Linked DNA regions of Mus musculus: region 2 is linked to region 1. Evidence: chromatin contacts called from public HiChIP or PLAC-seq data. All regions are on one chromosome and are shown on one strand. Each heading gives the region's core, a stretch centred on a gene start, on an enhancer-like site or on the middle of the called end of the contact. The rest is flanking DNA. Distances are from core to core; before and after follow the strand shown. Region 1 has its middle 18 kb from the start of Mir3095. Region 2 overlaps Ecpas (Ecm29 proteasome adaptor and scaffold).

The links. HiChIP or PLAC-seq counts read pairs in DNA pulled down with a chosen protein or histone mark.
Region 2: a contact with region 1 is called in an H3K4me3 HiChIP or PLAC-seq map of bone marrow-derived macrophages, with 4 times the contacts expected there. The contact joins two enhancer-like sites.

The regions. Positions count from the first base shown.
Region 1 is chr4:58,420,913-58,425,706 of GRCm38.p6, forward strand. No RefSeq gene overlaps it. Among named protein-coding and RNA genes, the nearest start is that of Mir3095, 18 kb to the right of the region's middle. Within about 2 kb of position 2,494, at least 31 of the 459 cell types and tissues checked have an H3K27ac peak or open chromatin away from gene starts, as enhancers often do. A contact at or near this core is called in bone marrow-derived macrophages, where this site is marked.
Region 2 is chr4:58,896,449-58,901,242 of GRCm38.p6, forward strand. All of the region lies in intron 1 of Ecpas (Ecm29 proteasome adaptor and scaffold), which reads right to left. Among named protein-coding and RNA genes, the nearest start is that of Ecpas, 14 kb to the right of the region's middle. Within about 2 kb of position 2,068, at least 22 of the 459 cell types and tissues checked have an H3K27ac peak or open chromatin away from gene starts, as enhancers often do. A contact at or near this core is called in bone marrow-derived macrophages, where this site is marked.

The DNA.
Region 1 (4,794 bases), core at 1,244-3,743:
ACACCTTTTAAGGTGTTCTTAAAGATGGTGCCCTTGTTGCTATTCTATTGCTATGATGAAACACCATGACTGAGCCAACATTTAAAAGAAAGCATTTAATTGAGGGCTTGCTTACAGTCTCAGAGAATTAGTTCATGACCACTGTGGTAGAGAGGTGGGAGGCGGGCATGCAGACATGGCGCTGGGACAGTAGCTGAGAGCTCACATCGAATCTGCAAGTTGCAGGCAGGAAGGGAGTAGATTGGGCACGGTGTGAGTTTCTGAAACCTCAAAGCCTAGCCTAGTGACAACCCTTCTCCAGCAAGGTCACACCTACTCTAATAAGGCCACACCTCCTCCCAGTCCTCCTAAACAGTTCCACTAACTGGGGAGCAAGCATTCAAACACACAAGCCTGTTAGAGCCATTCTCATTCAAACCACCAGATAGCCATGTATTCTCTGTACCTTGATCAGGTATGCTCTAGCCAAAATCTCATCCAAGTATGGGGAAGTGGGCATGAAATTCCACTCCTAGCTGAGAAGTTATCAGCGGTTAATAGATGCTGGAAGGGGGAGAGTCAGTTTTCTTTAAAAGCCTGGTTCTAGCCGATACTTAACCATGCTCCTGGGGATGACCACACACCCAAGACTATAAGAGCAACACAAATGAGAACTGATGAGTTTTTAAAACAACAAGCAAGCAAAAAGCAAGGACATAAAGTTGGTTGGGTAGGGAAGAGAGTAAGGGATCTGGGAGAAGTCCGGGGCTAGAAGAGAGTAGGATCAAAATACATTGTATAACGTCTCAAAGAATTACAGAAAGAAAAATGGGGACATCAAATAAAACTAACTAGAAAGAATATTTTAAGCTTTAACATTCCTAGTGAAATAGAATACATAATGCAGAAACTTAGACTCTCTCCCAAGGAAACAATGCACTGTCAAAATGGGATACGTCATTCTGCTTTTCTCAATAGACAGCAGGAATTCTAAGACACAATCAACATGCCCAGCCTAACAAAAATGCAAATAGCTCTCCCTAACCATGTGACTGCCTGGGAGGATGGATACCAATAGAGAGAGTCATGATTTCTGAAGTCCAGAATAAAGTTGATATGCCAATGGTCCTGATTACCCTTTTTTATCAACGCATAAATACCTAGGCTGAAGATGATCGAGGCATGTCCCTTTTTTGGTTTTTCCAGACAGGGTTTCTCTGTGTAGCCCTGGCTGTCCTGGAACTCACTTTGTAGACCAGGCTGGCCTTGAACTCAGAAATCCACCTGCCTCTGCCTCCCAAGTGCTGGGATTAAAGGTGTGCGCCACCACCACCCAGCTCGAGGCATATCATAAGGTTTCTTTAAAAAAAATTATTGTTCAAAACTATACACTCAGTGGAAAACATCCATGAAAGAGGAAAGATGAAACATGTGTCGCACATTCAAATTGTCACAAAGTATAACTTCATGGGCTGGTAGGGGTAAATCATTTAGGGGAACCAAAAAAAAAAAAATTCCTTTCTAAAGAGACAACTGAAAGGGAAGATGAGATTTGAGATTTTAAAAGGAACACTGTACCAACGTCACCAACTGGCAGTGAAGTTATCTCGGAGCTCCCTGGCATATGTGAGCAAAGATTTCCATGTGAAATTAAACTGGGAAATAAGGATCAGGGAATAAATAGGCAAATTATTTTAATGAATGAAGAACAGTGGGGAAGGGGGGGTGGAAAGAAAGTCAATTGGTGAATTGGTAGCAAAATTACCAAATTTGAGACAGGAAAAACACATAGATTTACATGGACAGATGTTGAAATGTTTCTGAAAGCCATCTCTTTAAATACACAAAACTTCAAAGTAACTGGACAAATAATTTCAAGATGTCAAATTAGAAGGAAGAAAGGGAGTCACACATGCGTAATAAAGAGAAACAAAGAGTCAACCAAGTAACCATAGCATGCAAAGCCTTGCGGGGTGACAGGAAAAAGGAAACAAGTTTCTTCTGTTTGTAACACAAGTTCCCCAAGGAACGAGAAATTAAAAGTGGGCAAGCCAACGAGAAGGAGCCTCAGAAGTGCTGATGCTTAAACCAAACAAATAAGGGGGGAAAGGTTGAATAAGGGCATATTCTACCATTCACAGAACCTAAAAAAAAAAATCCATACATTCATAAATAAGTTGCTTCAAATTAAAATTTAAAAAAAAAGCCACGATCAACCTATAGAAATAGACAAAGGCTATGCAAAGAAAAGACAATGGACAATGTCTGAAAGAAAAAAAGTCACCAGTGTCATCAAAAGAAACTAAAAGTAAAAGTGAGAAATAAATATATGCCAATTTGGCAACAATCAAAGAATTGCTTTCTGATTAGTACGAAGGAAGGGGGAGCACTGACTTTCGCAGAACTGGAAATTCCGAAGGGCAGCCAAAAACACTAGCATGTCACTTCTGCTCTGATACACTGCTATAAACTAACGCAGTAAGCCAGGGTTGTACTCTGTGACTGGTATTTCCCCCAAACTGATATCTGCTCATTACTGGCACACATGCTTCTGTGTGGATAAGGAAACCAAAGAATGTCAGACTGAGAAAAAAGGAGGAACTGCTGTCAGCGGCAGATGGTGAGATTCTCCACACGAAGGAAGATCCTGAGGAGCGGAATCTGATGTTATTACTGGCCAACATTTTCTGTTTTTAATTATCCCTTAATTTTTATTTACATAATGGTAATTTCTTCTGGATGTTGATTGTTGCCATGTGGAGTCCTGCTCGGATGCCCTGTAGTCCAGACACTGTGATGTGATCTAAAACAGGTCTCAGTGGATTCTAGTTCTTGACCAAAAATTATGTGAATTCACTCATTTCAACTGAGGCCAGATTATTTCTGTTAGAGGGAAATTCCTGTAGTTCCTACTCTCTAGTGCAGTGCCTGTCGATTCCCAAGCCGAATTTCTTAATAATCTGATTAATTCTGAAAAAAACTTCAAATTTCCTTTTAATTAGCTTCTCATTTAACTTTGCCAAGGTAAGATTTTACTACTGCAAAACAACAAAAGTAGAAACAACAAAAAATAAAACCCTAACTGATGTTCCAAGATGACAAATTACAAATTTTGCTTAAATATTTTTATTTTTTATTTCACATAAGTGCAGTACCAGCAGAGGCCAAAGAGGATATCAACTCCCCTAGAGCTTGAGTTTCAATGGTTTGGGGCACCCCAGGTGGGTGCTGGGAAATGAACTCTCGTCTTATGGAAGAGCAGTGTATGCTCTTAACCACTGAGCCAGCTCTTCCGTCCTTTGTTTCTGGTTTTGTTTTTTATTTTAAGGATGCTTAAGATGATTATTAATCATAAACAAATGTATAAAAGAATGTTTTTCTAATATTAATAATTAGCAAAATATAATAAAAGAAATATTCTATTCATGTTTTCTTTAAAATTTAATATATTTTAATTAATATATTATATCACTTCTCCTTTTCTCCCTCCAACCCTCCCCATGTCATCTCCGCTCTCAATTTCTTGATTATTTTTCTTTATTATATTGTTCCACGTACACAGGTATATATATATGTATGTGTGTGTGTGTGTGTGTGTGTGTGTGTGTGTGTGTGTGTGTGTGTTCATCCTTATAATGACTTGATAAACCCTTGGTGTTCATCTCTATCAAGACTCCATCGATGGCTGGAGAGATGGGTGGGTAATGTGCTCCCAAGTGCACAAGCACAGGAAACTGAGTTCAACCCTAAGAACCTATGTAAAAATCCTGAGTGTGGTGGTACCCACTTGTAATCCCAACATTGCTAGGGTGGAGCCAGGGGGATTCACTAGTCACTAGTACCAACTTAAACTATCTGCTTGGTTCCTGGCCAAGGAGGGATGATTCTGTCCTGCAAACAAAGTACGTGGTATCTTGAGTTCTGATAACGAGGACATCCTCTGATTTCCATGGTGTATCCACACTCAGGAATGTGGATATGTGTATATGTATACACCCTGCTGAATCTGTTTTTGCAGTTTGTGTGTATATGGCTTCAGAGCTAGTCCTTCTACCTTGGACAGGCAATGCAGGGGCTCAACCCCGAGAGAAGCCAATTCTTCCTCTCCCAGCAGTCATTCGTTGCCTGTAGTTCTTTGTCTAGAGTTAGGACTTTATGGGATTTTCCTCCGTCAACATTAACATTCTCTTGCCATTGCCATTATTTTGATTCTGGTTTATGCTACCTTTTCTAAGAGGCAACCACACAGCAGATATTCTGGAATTCTGGCTCTGATAACCTCTTCTGAGATGTTCCCAGAGCTATAAGAGCTGTGCTGCAGAAATGTCCCTTTGGGCTGGGCTCCCTGGCGTCCATTGATCTCTGCTTGGTGTCTAGCTGTGTTTTTCTGTTGATGGTTTCCATTTGCTGTAGAGAGAAGCTTCTTTGATGAGGGGTGGGAGCTATCCTTCTTATCTGTGTTATATGGATAAGATTTAGACTATAGTTAGGAATTAGGCTGGTCTAAGCACGGTGGCAATACCAACTACTCTTCTAAGGTCCATGGGCTCAACTAGGTTTCTAGTAACAGGCAAAAATTCCTTCCTGTCAAGTGGGTCCTAAGTCCAACTAGACAGCTGCTATCGGGTGCTACCAGCATGAGTGCCATTTGTTATATCTTTGTCTAGCCATGCTGGTCATTGTTGTAGTTCATAGGTGTCATAGCTGGGTAGGACTATTAATTACTTCCTTCCCCTGGTAGCTGTTAATAAAATATAAAGCACATAGATTTAACATATGAATGAATGGTTAGGAGCAACACTAAAAATGCTACAA
Region 2 (4,794 bases), core at 818-3,317, 480 kb after region 1:
CAAAGGATGACCTGGAAGATTAAAAAAGAAAAAGTCAGAGAAAAAAATGCCAGTATTTATCATCCTCTTGATGCCAAAGAGGAAAAACAATTTATATGACAAGATTTCAAACCTTGCCAAAAACTCCAATAATTAAAAGTACAATGTGGTACAAAAACAGACCAGTTGAAAAAATACAAAAAGTCCTTAAGAGGTAAACTTGTACAAGTCACCTGCTTTAAAACAAAGTTATGAATGAAATGAGTAAGTAAATATTGTTATTTCAGCGAACTGCACTAACAATTGCATTGTACTATGGGAAAACAAACTGTAACTCCTACTTCATCACACCAAACATGAAAGAAGATAAATTTCTGGTGAGTCATAAATCTAAAGATGAAAAGCTAAAGGCAGTCAGTGATGGAGTCTGTGCGTAATATAAACAAGCCCCTGGGTTCTTCCTAAACTCTAGGAAAGGGGAGCCTTAAAACAGGAAACTAATCCGTAGAGGAGTCTGGAAAATACAGAAACCACCAGTATCACAGAGCAGAGTTTATAAATGTAGATTTGAAAGCAACCAGCATAGAAGGAAATTACCACTCTGACAAAATATATCTCTGTAAAATCTAAAGCAAATATGATATTGCGTGCAAAACCTGGACAACACAAAAAGTACACACTATTCTAAAAAACTGAACTGAGGTTCATGAAAATGCAGTAAATAAACAGGATTTTTTTTAACTGGCAGTATTTCATAGCTTATATAATAGCTATGAGAAGAGTATGTGGAGCAAGAAGTTCATGTTGCATACAGGTCAGAGTAAAGAAGCCAACTTAGATACGCGAGAATGGAAATATTAACATTTGTGCTTTTGTTCAACAGCAACAAAAAAAAGGTATAAAACCTGGAAGTGAATCCTACAAAACATGTCAAAGTTCTTTATAGAAAAAAATAGTACTCTAAACTATAACTTAATTCTAATGACTAGAATAAGGAGACTAGAAATATTCAGATTTCTGTGTCAGATGGAACAGGTTGGTTGACTCTGTGATTGAGATGCCGAAGTCTCCACAGTTTAAACACTGACATTAACTTCCACAGAATTCGTCATCCAAAGCTCAGTAGGAAGGCTCTTCTCTGCTCAGCACTCAGCTCGGAGGGCCACCTCCAGTGAAACTTGGCTGCCTGGCTCCATAACCTCAAGCCTTCTGCTCTACAAACAGGTTAACTACTCTCAATGCCTTTTACACACACCACGCCATGTCCCTAACCAAAGTCCACCCAGACTTTTTTTGTACCAGAAGAGTAAAAATTATCTGGTAAGCAGTAAAAATGTCCACAAATAAACCCAGCATTATAAAAATAGTACAATATAACAAAATCAAATATTTTCTATAGAAAAGAATTCATGAAAGTTGAAAAGATAATTATAAAATTCAGGTGAAATGTGAATAGAAATAATATGGAATATCAAACAAAGATAACCAATAAGTCCCACAAAAAGTGAGTCACTCTACTATATTGTAAGACTTATTATAAAGTTACAATCATTAAGAGTATATATAATAAAAGTATTTAAGAGGGACAAATCAACAAATTGAAAGAGAATAGAGAAAACAACCAGAAATAAATATCATAAAAATCACTTTTGTGTAAATTAATAACATGAATTAAAAACTAAGGTATTTTAAGCTTTAAATGAAAATCTGAAAATGAAAAATTGAAACACTCTCAATGAAACATTTAGCACAAAGCATAAAATACCAACAAAATATTTTTAAAAACTAGTTCTGTAAAGTAAAAAGGAAAAGAGGAGTACATTACAAATATCTCCTACGTTTTTAACTACAAAAACCTGAATAGAAATACTTTAGAGAACTAAGCTAGGTACTCACACTTAAAGGACTCCAGAGAGCTGCCTCAAATTTGAAGCCAGTGTAGTAAGCTCCAAATATGCTGTCCCTAAATCCAAAGAAAATCAAGAAGGAAGGAAAGAAAAAGAAAAGATAGGCAGGCAGGCAGGCAGATAGGTATGGCACTTTATACAGCATGATCTTGGGGGTGGGAGGAGCTTTCTCCTGAGAAGAGCTAAGCACAAGGACATGTGCATAAAACCATTCATTGTCACAGGGTTTTAGTAAGAGTGGAAACTGAAAGTAACCAAAACTCAGCCAACAGGAGAATGGATTAAATATAGCAGGGTCAAAAGTGATAAAAACAAGAGTTATATTTACACAAACAATAAATAGCATTATGTTGGAAACATCTTAAGATCATGGCAAGAAAACAAATCAGAAAGATAGGCATGCACAAGGCACTTATATAAAGTTTCTAAATGCAATATGTATACTGTTCAGGACAGTTCTCCATAATTTCTTCATAATATTCTTTTGTTTTTACTTGAAACATTTTTGTTTTAAAAATATTACATACACGCCAAAATTTTATTTATAAGTGTATATGTGTATAAAAGGGGGAAGAAAATGTATCACTGGTGTTTCTTTGTATCTTTAAATATTCAATAAAAATAAATTTCTTTATTTAAAAAGTACAGAACAATTAAAATAATTTCTATTTCAAGAATAAGGAAAGAATCTTAATCACAGAACTTTTAAAGAATCTTAAATGCAAAAGAATAAAATAAGAGTATTTGGTCTAAGGGAAAGTGCCAAAACCTTAAGAACAACCTTAAAGTGTCTCTCACACACACACACATACATACATACACACACACACACACATACATACACACACACATACACACACATACACACACACACATACACACACACATACATACACACACACAAAAACAGTTTCTAGCTCAGCAGTGCCAACTATTATATATCCATGTAAGAAAAAAGATTGTAAAGATATATTTCCAAGTCATATCATTACACAAAAGAATGGGAAAGGGAGACCTTTTCAGGACAACCTGCTTGTTACAATACTCCTCATAGAGTATGCAAAGAAAAAAAAAGCATACTGCCTGCCATTTGTTTAATTATTAATTCAAGAGCATAAATGGTTTTGTGTGAGCCACCAAAAAAAGGCTATTTCCAAGTAATAAGTCTATTTTTATATAATTTTCTAACAAAAACATCAAGTTTTATGAATATGAAAGTAAATTTCAGAATATAAATGAGGAGCTCTGGACTGCAGCTTAGTGGCAGTGCATCTGCCTAGCATATGTAAAAACTCAGCTCAGTACCCAACACAGAAGTAGAAGCTTAAGGAGAAGCTGAGATTGGAAAGGAAGCTGAAAATATCTAGACCATGTCTCACCATATAACAAATCAATTACTAATCTAAAGCTACAGCATATTTTTAATTATCTGGTTAATTAGCACAAAAATATCCCAGACTATAATAAAATAATTTCACAAACATTCTTAACAGTAGTTACTTTTTAAAATTTTTTATATGTAAGATGGCAATGGGATCTTTTGGGTCTCAGAAAAACATGATGTAATACAGAGACATTTGCATTTATAGATGAAAAATTAAAACCGGAATTCATGCCCTAACCAGCTTGCCAAAGGTGACTAAATGAGACATAGAAGTATCTCTCCCACAAACCACTATTTATTCAAGTAGGAAAAAGTCGCTCCATTTTATATGAAATGAAAACATCTACAGAAACTATGTTGATCACGATTACAAAGCTACTAAGTGGCAGGCAGTTCATCTCCAAGCACCATGTTCCTTCCAGTGTGCTGAGCTATAGCTTGGTTTCAGCAGAGAAAGAAGACAGAGACGATACTAACTCTTGCGACAAGTATACACAGTATAAATTTGATCTTGATCACAGCCAGTATCAACTACATCAGGACAGGTTTCTGATGCAACTTTTTTCAAGTATTCAGAACTGGGATTTATAAATCAAAAGCCAAGCCTCCTCTGACAGGTTGAATCGAGAAGCATAAACTAACAAACACGATACAGATATCTCAAGCCTATCCCATCAAACGCAAAATCAGAGAAAGATGGACTCAAGAAGGAATGGCATGACGGCTTGGAAAAGCAAGAAGATCTGAACAATTTCTAATTGAAATTCCAAGACTCTCCTGAAAGTCCCTCTCGGTTCCATAAGTATTTTGATTCACTGCAAATGCATTCTTGGCTTAAGCCAGCTTTCAACTTGATCTAAATATAAAGATCTTGTAGAAGAAAAGAAAAACACACCTACATAAAGTACATTTAAAAAACAAAACGCTTCCAATGCATTGTAATTAATATCAGAAAGGTAATCTTTCCTGGGAGTAGGCCAGTTTACCCTAGAGGAACATCCTCACCTATGTATGCTATCACTCCCCAAAGCCATCCAAGGCCCAACTGTTTCTTACATAGACCATAAAGTCTCCCAACCCAAATATTCTGAGACATCCTTGCTCTAGGCCGCTGTCCTCAAATCCCAGATCTCATCCTTTCACCTCCCAAGTACTAGAATCAAAATGTGTGCCACCACATCCAGTTCTTCCCAGTCCAATTCTTTTGACCAAGCAAGTCATCCAACATGGTACACTCTCCCAAACACACTAGACCGTTCTTCTATCTACACTTATCTAAATCCAAGCCACTTGAGGTCCAACTCATAAGCCACTATACACACATACCACTTTCATCCTGGTCCTAGGGCTCACTATAGTCCTTTTCTGGTAGGATACAAACTACAGAGGCTTAAGAAAAATCAGGGGGGAAGAGAAGAAACCTGTGACCCAAGGTTTACTTCTACTGGGTATAATTCTGCTCAACACATGCATCAGAAACCATCTATGACCACATTTAAGTCACTTAACAACCTTATTAGATGT